Regions from separate parts of the Zea mays genome. Here region 2 is linked to region 1. The links are chromatin contacts, called in public Hi-C maps. All regions are on one chromosome and are shown on one strand. Each heading gives the region's core, a stretch centred on a gene start, on an enhancer-like site or on the middle of the called end of the contact. The rest is flanking DNA. Distances are from core to core; before and after follow the strand shown.

Evidence for each region. Hi-C and Micro-C count contacts between places; a contact is called where the count stands out from the background.
Region 2: a contact with region 1 is called in a Hi-C map of ear, with 2.3 times the contacts expected there. The contact joins the enhancer-like site here to the promoter of LOC100192604 in region 1. A contact is called at or near these places in 6 of 25 Hi-C or Micro-C datasets (bundle sheath, ear, endosperm and 2 more) and 1 of 3 datasets of contacts at active chromatin or transcription factors (seedling).

What each region holds. Positions count from the first base shown.
Region 1 is chr3:205,445,531-205,450,876 of Zm-B73-REFERENCE-NAM-5.0, forward strand. It overlaps LOC100192604, which reads right to left and starts at 2,686. Exons shown (of 6, transcript NM_001137819.1): 1 at 2,295-2,686; 2 at 1,712-2,209; 3 at 1,432-1,574. The coding sequence starts at 1,724. LOC100274555 reads right to left here and starts at 4,575. Exons shown (of 1, transcript NM_001148910.2): 1 at 2,870-4,575. The coding sequence starts at 4,518. The coding sequence ends at 3,052.
Region 2 is chr3:205,520,060-205,525,405 of Zm-B73-REFERENCE-NAM-5.0, forward strand. LOC100037794 reads right to left here. Exons shown (of 14, transcript NM_001374296.1): 6 at 5,141-5,346; 7 at 4,957-5,052; 8 at 4,760-4,875; 9 at 4,468-4,635; 10 at 4,219-4,378; 11 at 3,866-4,063; 12 at 3,625-3,753; 13 at 3,378-3,456; 14 at 2,463-2,946. The coding sequence ends at 2,837. Among protein-coding and RNA genes, the nearest start is that of LOC118476743, 9.6 kb to the right of the region's middle. Within about 2 kb of position 2,557, at least 5 of the 20 cell types and tissues checked have an H3K27ac peak or open chromatin away from gene starts, as enhancers often do. A contact at or near this core is called in ear and seedling, where this site is marked.

The DNA.
Region 1 (5,346 bases), core at 1,436-3,935:
TTCACTGTGAGGGGCAGCGAGGGCAGCAGATGGATCTGGGCTGTCGAGGGCAGCGACAGCAAGTGGATGTGGCAGCGCACTGAGCTTGGCCGGGCAACTGGAAGCAACGGCAGCAAGTGGGCACTGGAGCAGTGGAACTTGGCCGGGCAAGTGGATGCATTGGCAGCAAGTGGGTATTGGGTAGTGGCATGGCGGCCCACTAGCCTGTGGGTGGACTGGTGGAGGGAAGAGGGAGGAGGGAGGAGGGGGGCCGGTGGCGTACCTGGGGCAGGAGGGCGGTCGCACTGTCGTAGGCGCGGCTGGGCGGCTGGCCGGGAGATCTCCAGCGCTGGCTAAGGAGTGAGGAGGCGCAATCTGCAGTCGCAAGCGCGGCTGGGCGGCCTCCAGCGCTGGTTTGAAGCGAAAGTGAGTAGCCGAGTACCTAAAGCCCAGGAAGGCCCACTAGTAACTAGAACGTCCTCAGAACGTCTAAAACGACATAAAATGTGTTTCGGCGTTTAAACGACGATTAAACGTCCAAAACAGACGTTCTACGCAGATTTGTTAGAACGTTCGGACGTTTTAGTTTCTAATCATGTTTTACCGCTTAAACGACGCTTAAACGTTGTTTAAGCGACGTTTTAATAACCATGGTTAGGTGGTGGCCTCGATGCGGTTGTGGAGGTCGACGACAAGTTGCCCAGAGTATTTTTAATTTATAATTTTTTAAGACCCAACAACTTTTATTTCAGTGCTATTTCAGAGATAACCACCACATTTCATCATGACCCTAGAGTATTTGTATGCTTTCTGATCAACTTTTGAGGCTTTTAAGTCATAATATGTCCATCCCTCGTTTATTCTAAAAAAACTCAGAACTATTATCATTGCACCATTTCCCCCTCCTTCATTCAAATTCCAGAAACTGACAGTATTTCATGCACTGGGTTTCCATCAGAATGTTAAAAACCTCAATGACGTCTCATCAAACACTATTTTGGAGTGTGAAGTGGAGGAATTCGACCCATCGTCCGAGGTTTATAAAAATGCCTTGCATAGCAACCCATGTACTTTATCCTTTACATGTACATATGCTATAAACTCTAGTAGTCATAATCCATTCCTACTTTTTTTTTGAAATTTGTGCCAAATATTTACAGGTCTTAGAAATGCTGAGTTTGTATTCTAGATTTTATATTGATGCTCTACGTTATTCCAAGCAAGCAAGTTGCCTGTGTAAGTGCATTAACAAGTTCACTGTCTATGGTCAGTACTTCTTTACAACTGCAGAACTGCTGCTTGCCCCCAACAGCTTGTAGATGTTGTGCACTGACCTATCGTCCACCTCAACGTGTTCCACCCAGGTCACACAAATCTCATGATCTAAACCATCAGGTACTGTACTGAGAACGTGTGAAAACTAAAGATCTCAATCATGGACAGACAACAGACCTTTGAGTAGCCATTAGGCTTTTTCTGGATGAGACATCCTGACACCTGGCGCTGGCAATTGAGGACTGAGCCGGGAAGCAGGCTATTCAGCGAGACGTCGAACCATGTTTCATCGGCGTTCTGCTTGTAGTACCGCACGACATCTGCAAAATTTCCATCACACTACTTCAGCAACCAACAGATGACATGAAACTACCTTTGCATGCATGCATCCCAGATGATTCAATGATTCAGAAATTAAACCATAGTAAATACTAAAACTCCTTTAAAAAAATCATACTTTGGCAAGCCATTGAATAAGGAATTTCCTAATTCCTCATCATAATGAACTGGAGAGATTTTCTCATGCGTCATTCCAGAAGGTGCACGAATAACCTTTCCTGCATTTTCATGTCATAAATGTTTGAGTAACAAAAGCAGAGGCCATTAAAAACTACTGACCTGGTATAAAGATAAATGCTACCTCCAAATGCCTCCGTAATGCATCGCAGGCCCATGCAAACTCGAAAAATTAGGATAGGTGGCCTAATTCAAAAACAATCTACAATGATATTCCTGAATCTTGTGGCTCACCTTAAGAACAAATGTGAACATATTTTATTACAATCATAATGCATCCCCAATGTACTAATAACAGAATGATAAAGGATTCAAAATAAAGGACAAAGTCCCTTTTTTGGATGTTTCACCAAGTAGACATCCTCCCCCACATCGATTCAACAAGATGATATTGACAATCTCCTACACTTGAGCACGCTGCATCTGAAGTACGCCTCATCTGCAGCTTTTAGAACATTGAATCAAGAACCACATCAATGGAAGGCAACAAAGAAAGCCACGAGCATGGACAGATTCAGTTGAACCATGTGGGGTTGACGAGGAGGAGGAGCCTCATGTATGTGTAGCGCACATGTACAGAAGGGTTTGGAGGAATAGATTGGTGGTGGCATGGCTCGGGTGTTAGTGTTTTGCTGTCCTCCATCTCTACCTTGCCTATGAAGAGGACCGTCCGTCAGTAATGGAACTGGAGGGGGTCATGACGAAGGATGGGCATCAGAGCATGGTGGAGGTGGCCAACATCAGGGTGCGGATGGGCCCTTCACCCTTGAGCGGCGCTAGAGGGGGGCTACGCCCCGCGCGCTGTGGATAGAGGATGGTGAGGGGCCGGCGACATCTCGCGGCGGAGGGGTGGACGAGAGGCAGGGCGGCGGCGGTGGCGGGGGTTGCTGGCACGGGCGAGGGGCGAGCGATAAGGGTTCGGCGGCTGTTCGCGCCGAGGAGGTGAGTAGGTAGGGCGGTGGTGGCTGCAATGGGTTGCTCGCTCGCACGGATGGGTGGGGCTGACGACCAGGGGATGCGCGCGGGCGTTGGCAGCATCCGACGGGACGAAAACAGAGGCGTGGATGGACAGTTGAGATCGTTGGAAGGCAGAACGGCGGGGAGGCAGATTATCCTTGCTACCTTAATAAGTAGTATAGATATAGATATTGTTGCTACACACATGTTTTCTTTATTACTTGTTTATGGGATTTTTTTTCCTAAGCAATATGTATACTAATATTTTATTGAATAGTTTGTGTTACGTTGTATCGGGCGGTTAAAGATTGATCACTTCCCGACCTAATTAATATTCTTGACATCTGACAAGAATTGGAGAAATGCTGCCTTCGATGATCCCCCGTCCTCCAACGCCGCGTGTGCTTCTTTCTTCACCTCTGCCGCCCGTGTCCTAATCTCCCTCCCCTCCTCGGACTCCAGCACAAGCCTCACCTTCGTCTCTATCTCCTCAGCCTTGATGAAACCTGTGTTGTACCCCTCCAGCTCCAGCCCGATGCCCATGGCCTCGGTCATAAGTACCTTGTTGATCTTCTGCTCTGCGCCCTGTGGCCAGCACAGCATCGGCACACCCGCTGTGATGGCCTCAAGCGACGAGTTCCACCCGCAGTGGGTGACAAACGCGCCAACAGCGGGGTTGCTGAGCACGTCCACCTGCGGCGCCCACGACTTGATGACGAGGCCGCGGTCCTTGGTCCGCTCCAAGAACCCCTCCGGCAGAAGGGCGTCAAGGTCCGGCTCCGGGCGTGGCAGCCAGAATCGTTTCGGGTCGTCGCTGCTGGCCGGCGTGCGCACCACCCACAGGAACCGTTGCCCGGACTTCTCTAGGCCAGCGGCTATCTCCTTAAGCTGCTCCTCTGACAGCAAGCCCCTGCTCCCCCAGCAGAGGAACACGACGCTGCGCTCCGGCTGCGCGTCGAGCCAGGCGAGGCACTCATGCGGCCTCTCCGCCGCCTCTCCTCCGTCCGTCCCGCTCCCGCCCTTGCCAACCAACGGCCCGATGGGGTAAACAGGAGGCAACACTTTGCCAGGGACGCACAGCGGGTCACTGAACGCCTGCAGGGCCTGGGCCTCCAGCGAGTAGAAGGTATTGATGAGGACGCCCCGGGTGTCCGTGTCGCGCTTCCAGATCTTCGCCATTGCCGTGCGCACCTCGTCCTCCGCGTCCTCGAGCATCTCCCTGATGATGTGCGACGCCGGGATCGGCGGCACGCCAAGGAACTCGATGGGCGTGTCCCCGAGCTCCTTGAGGCCCGTTTGCCGGCCGTCAAGCAGCGCCACCGTCTGTGTTAAGACGGCCAGGGCTCCGGCGTTCGCCGCGAAGAACGTGTAGACGGGGACGCCCACCTTCGCGGCCACGTCGATGGCGTCGGTGCAGAACATGTCGATGACAAGGGAGTGCAGGCGCTCGCGCGGGATGGTGCGGAGGAAGCTCTCGAGCTTGTCGTTGTACTGGCCCAGCAACTCCAGCACGACGAGGAAAGGGTGCTTGGTGGAGCTGGCGAGGTCGGGGGGAGGGATCGGCGGGAGGAGGTGGAAGGTGATGGACGGGTTGGAGGCGGCGAAGCTCTCGACGAAGCTGGCGCCGGAGGCGTTCGACTTGATGGGCGGCTCCAGGAGCACCATGGTGACGTCGTAGCCGTGGCGGACGAAGACCTTGGCGAGCTGCGTCATCGGCGCGACGTGCCCGGCGCCGCCGCCGGGGTACAGAACGACGGTCTGCTTCGCTGTCGCTGGTACTACGTCGTCCATGTCAGCGGGCGGCGCGTGGTTCGGTCAACTCTATTGGATTGGAGGCAACGAAAAAACAGTAATAAATAACTGTGGTGTGGCTTCGGAGCTGCTGTGCAAAGGGGTGCCTGCGGGACCCAACTTTATAGCTGCGCGCAGGCAGGGGTGCCTTGCTGGCGAAGCAGCCGCTCCACTGAGATGGATGGGATCGAGGAATCTACGCTGCGAGCTGTTTGTGTTTGGATGCTACAACGTGGAAGTTGCCACACCTATTCGCCATCTCAGTAGACGACGTTGTCTTGCCGTTTTTGAGAACGAGCACATCAAGGAACTGACTTTTGCAGTTTGAGAACGAAAGCCAAGACTCACTTAGCTTACACATCAAGGAACTGGCGAACAAGTGTCGGATCAGAATACTAGTCGCTAACCGAGTGTCTGAGTCCTAATTGAACTCCTAAACTGAAGGCGCGATAGGAGATGGTCGCTGCTTCCCGGATATATATCCACTAGCTGATGGCGATAGAACACTTGTTCGAAGTTTGAATGGCAGTCCGAGGAGGTTGGCTATGTTTGCACTATATTTTCTATCTCCTATGCTATTTCATATTTAACTCTGTAAACAGTACACTCTACTATGTATTTTACGCGACTATTTATACGATCCGCTGGAGATATCCTAGATGTATACAGATGGATAGTCCATGGCTACCACTATTTTGTGGTTGTAAAAAAATAGACCTCGACCCATTTATCTAAGTGATTTTGGTGTTTGATGATTAATATAACCGTGTGGACTAATATGTTTGCAAATGTTTGTGTTTGTAGTTCACATGATGTAAATGTGTTTTT
Region 2 (5,346 bases), core at 1,307-3,806, 74 kb after region 1:
CATCGTCTGGCGTTTGACCCATCAACTTTAGTTCGTGGTTAATGGAGGTCGGATATTAGGGTTTAGGGTTTGTAGAGACAGAGGGGATTAGGGGAGTAGATGTAGAGATAGAGGAGTATACCTTGGCTGGAGCACCAGTTCCATTTACGATTACCACGAACAAGGTTTAGGGGAGTAGATCCAGAGGCGGAGGAGAAATCAGTGCACCGAGGAGGGTAGATCCAGGGATGGAGGGTACACCGAGAAACTAGTGTATGGAGGGAGAGCCGAACAGATGAACACATAGACTAAATGAGCAAAACCACATGATATATATGGCCAAACAAGTCGTCGACTATGATCCAGTCCACAGGAGAACAGAAACATGAGGGATTTACCTTGACTAGAGTAGATTCAGAGACAGAGGAGAGCAGATCTAGTCCATCGGAGATAGAGAGGATAGAGGAGATGCAGATCAGCAGATCCAGTCCACCGGAGTCCAAAGAAGGAGAGGATAGAGGAGATAGGCGATAGGGTGGTAGATCCAGTCCATCGACGCTCGGTGAGGTCATCTAAGTCGCTGCGTCGGAGCCCGAAAGCCAGGAAGCTAACAAGGTGCTGAGGAGAAAGGAAACAAGGCAGCCAACGGTCGATGTATCGATCTCAATGGAGGAATCGAGGAGGCGACAGGCGAGGATACGAGGAGCTATGCGAGGGAGACGAGGGGACTGAGTCGGGGTCAAGAAGATTCTAAATGCGAGCGTGTGGAGGTGTGGCGGCAGGGCTGGGTCGCTGGGAGGGTATACGCTAATTGAGTCGGTCGTGCCGACCACCCGACATGAGCATATTGTCAGACTAGCATGAACCTATTTAATTTCATACCGAATGAGGCTAGAGCACGACTCATCGGGTCGGCCCGCCAGGCACGATCCATCTAGCCATCTATAAGGTTGATTGTGAGACTTATATTTACTATTGTTGTGGTGATTGTGAGACTTATATAGTTTCAAACTTGTTATACTTATGTTTGTGAGTGTTGGTAATACTTATGTTTGTGAAACTTGGTCTGAACTTGTGAGATTTGTGGTCTTTGTGATACTTATGTTTGTGGTAGTACTTATGTTTGTGAAAAACTTATGAGATTTATGGTCTTTGTGAGATATGTGGTCTCTATGATGTATGTGATGATCTCTGAACATTTATGATGTATATGTGATGATTATGTGATATATCTTTTGTTTGGATGGAATAACAAAAACTAATAAAAATGGGTTTCTGGTCACTTTACCGAGTGTTACACTCGGCAAAGTGTGTCTTTGCCAAGTGCAATGATCATAGCACTCAGCAAAGAGAGCACACCTGAAAACCGATAAAGCCTCTTTACCGAGTGATATGGTCATGTCACTCAACAAAGAAGCTCGCTTTGTCGAGTGCCAGCCAGCGCACTCGACGCTGGCAAAGGGGCTCACTGGTGCTCACTTTGGCGAGGGCCAAACAGGCAGACACTCTGCAAAGAAGCTCATTTTGTCGAGTGCCAGCTTGTGACTCTCAACATAGAGGCTGCCATGGGGCCCATTGGAGCTTCATTTGCCGAGTGTCGTGCCAACAGATACTCGGCAAAGGCTCTATCACCGTCACTTGTCGTTGTCACGGCGACTTTTCTTTACCGAGTACTAGGTGGTAGGTAAAGATTTTGCCCAGTGCCCGACATAATGCAATCGGCAAAGAGGCTATTGCCGATGTATAATTCATCGAGCTCTCTTTGCCAAGAGTCACACTCGACAAAAGAGTTGCTAAGTGTTTTCTTAGTTTTGCAGTTTGTAGTGGTACTTAACAACGATAAGAATAATCCCTAGCAGAACTTTATTTAAATGTATTCAAGTGGGATTTTTTAAAGCGTTATGGTAAAAAAAAAACCAAAATGGTGCAATTGAAATTCAATTTAAATACTTAGTCTGGCAACAGGATATTTTTATTTTTTCATAAAAAATCATCTAGCGCTGATGTAATTAAATTTGGTTTATCTTTTAGCTGTACGTATGATCTAAAATTTAGCCATTAAATTTTAGCTTTTGAAGCTCTAAACAGTTGTCTAAAATATTACTACATTCGTTTTTTTTATTTGTCACGTTTTAGTTCAAAAATGAACTAGTAACAATAAATATCATTCGAGAATGGAGGCACTATTTAAAATTTAGCCCATACAAGTATATTAAAATATTCTAAACATTTGCTTTATTTAATGAAATGACAATTTTATTCTACTTCATCTCCTCCTCGTAGGCTCGTAGCACCGCAGGGTCAAATAAATCGAGGGACCCATAAGTGTGCTAAAATGCTATTCTCCCTTTCACCTCTTTTTTGTTATGCCTTTTCTGTATGCGGTACAAATGAGAAAAAATGCTTCTGTCCTTGCCGCATTGGCCAGCAGCAGAAAGTGCAGGGCATCAGCTGCATGAAAATATACAATTAAATAGCCTTGTGTGTTGTGACTAGTGGTATCCCTCCTGTCCTATACGAATAGCATGCTACCGACAATCCCAACTACTCTTTATCTTCATGTGTGCTCTGTACATTGGTGACCACCTGGGAGGAATCTCTTCACAGTTGAGGGGTCCAATCTGCAGATGGACGTTTGGACATCACATGTATATGTACACAAAAATCCCACTTCTTGGTGGTCTGGTTCATTTAGGAGCAGTTAACAAAGAGTGCAGGCCGTCAGCTGTTAAGCATTTGATGGTAGCTTCTCCACTTTGCTCTCATGTTCGTCCAGAACTCCAGATGAACATACCAAGACAAAAATGCTGTACACACACATAATATATCATTTCTGCGCACCAAGTATTACTGGAATTCAGAAATGTTCCTTGTGGAACTCAAATTTCGTTGTGCTTTTCCCATTGAATTCATGGCACAGTTTGTTTAGTTCTTGTGCAAGAACTGGAGCTCCACAGTAGAATACACCTGCGTGCAACCAGATCATTTTAAAAAAAATAAAAGAAAAAACTATAGGTGGTACATAAATTATTTTCTTTTCTGGAACACACAGGATAACTGTGCCTAATATTGTCATTAATCAATATAGAAATAACTTGATTATAATGCACCCCACACACCGTTGTAAAGTTTGTTCATGGAAACGGAATTCTATACAAACTGAGCTGGTTATTCTCACTGTTTCGCTCAATCATGCAGACCAGAGCTTAATAGCCCGTCCTTTTGTCTATAAATTATTAATGCATCTGCATCTTTATGTAGTAGTGTGTTTTATGAAAGAATAACAACGACGAAGTTTTGATAAAGGACACACAAGCCATTCACAAATATGTGCATGACTCTATAAAAAAACCGAGAAGCTTAACCAGAATATCAGACAATGTAGTATGTAGACTAACCTATCTTAGCAAATGGATGCTTCGAGGCAATTTTAGATAGGACTTTTTTCCAATTTGGTCTTGCAAAGTGTGTCCGGACCTGCATAATCAGCATACGGATGATGATGGGGGTATTAGCTTATACCTTAAAAGGTGATTGTACAGTGTTTTAGTCATTTATGCTAAATAGATGACAGGTACAAAACTCAGCATTCCAACGTAGCTGACTTAACGGAGTGGAGCTGTTAATTGCTCTATCAACACTTACTTTAGTTCCAGAGACAATGTCAACGCCATTCTTTGCATGGTTCAAAGCTTGAAGCATGGTGATGAGCGCTGACCGAGCATCTCCTTCCTCATAAACACTCGTAAGGTAGTTGTGCATCTCAATAATATTCTAGAATGGAGCAAAGGCAACTGTAAGTAAAACCCACTTAAGGGAACATATGAATTCTGACAATTAGAAAATGTAACTCAAACAAAACAAGTGGTCAATTGGTACTATGCACCCTTTGGTCCAGTTCAGCAATTTCATTCATGACTCCCTTGAACCAATCAAAAGAACCTTGCTCACGTGTAACCCAATAGAAGTAAGCGTTTGTGGTCCTTAGAACCCTCTTTGGTCTTGATGTGACCGTCATAAGTGTGCTGAGATCAATGTGCGGCTTGTTCGGACCAACTGGAGGATAAAGATCAGTGGAAGCATCCTACCAACACATGCACACACATAAAACAGAATTGTGGTTAGCAAAATGACAAAACCCAACAGAAAGAATATTTTTCATATGTGATCTGTTATTTCACTAATGGAATTAGGAAGGTCAGATGGTGACAAATGAAGATATGGAAGATAGTAAATTACCTCCTCTTCCTCCATCCTTATAATATTGTTAAGAAGATCTTTCAGTATGCTGATAAAAGGAGTTGCACCAATCCCTAATCCAACAAGTAGAAGAACATCATACTTGCTGTAATCCTGAGCAGGAGAACCATAAGGTCCATCAATCAGAAGTTTTGGTAAGCTGCATTATCAAAAGGAAAATATTATAACATGTAATTTGTTAAAGACCAATTACACACAAAACAACCCTTTATGATTGAGGGCTCATACGCTTTCTTGGTTGTCTCGTCTGCTCTAAGAAGGCCACTTTTACCGCCCACTGGGGGTTCACAAGCTGCTGCAAAAACCCTCTTGAGCTCTCGTGTCCAGTCACCAAGTTGTCGAACATGAATGCTTAGATAATCATCCCCAGGCGCTGAAGTAATTGAGAACGGATGCCTATTAAGAGAATGTAAATTCTCAGTGCTCAATGGGGTTCATCAAGACTATTTATGAAAGCTGGTAGTTTCTATCCAAGCAACGACATAATTCAATCATTTTTTGTTGCCAAAGTACAAATTACCATTCAAAGGGTGACACTGCTGGACATTGAACAAACATATATTGCCCACTCTTGTATCGGAAAGCCGGAGGCTTGGACATTTGCAGTGTCAACACATTACCAGGATATATGGCCACCTGAAAGGAAAAATAACAATAATCATATTAGTAGGTCCACAGAAAATGAATGCTCAAGTTTCTCATGTCTTTTTGATTGACCTTCAATAGCCTGACAGAATAACTGCCAGACCTGAAGAACCTCAGCACCCTCTCCCCTACATACAGGCAAACAGGCACTGCCAGATACATCCATGTCTGCATCAGTAACAAAATACAAGAACCTTAGGAATCAAACTTTGATTATTTCATGTGCAGAGAATGAAAACAAATAAAAAAAGCTCACCGTTTTTCGGTACCAGACATGAATGAGGTAAAGGAACTGGCCATGAACAATGAGAGCCAAATACACAATTATGAATAAATGATGAGAGTACCAGAAGGCATTGAAGCCAGTCAGTTTGTCAAATGGTTTTGGAAGCTTCACCAGGCTACGACGGAACCACCGTGTAGCTAAAGTGAAAGCAATAATCATACAGATAACCATAATTA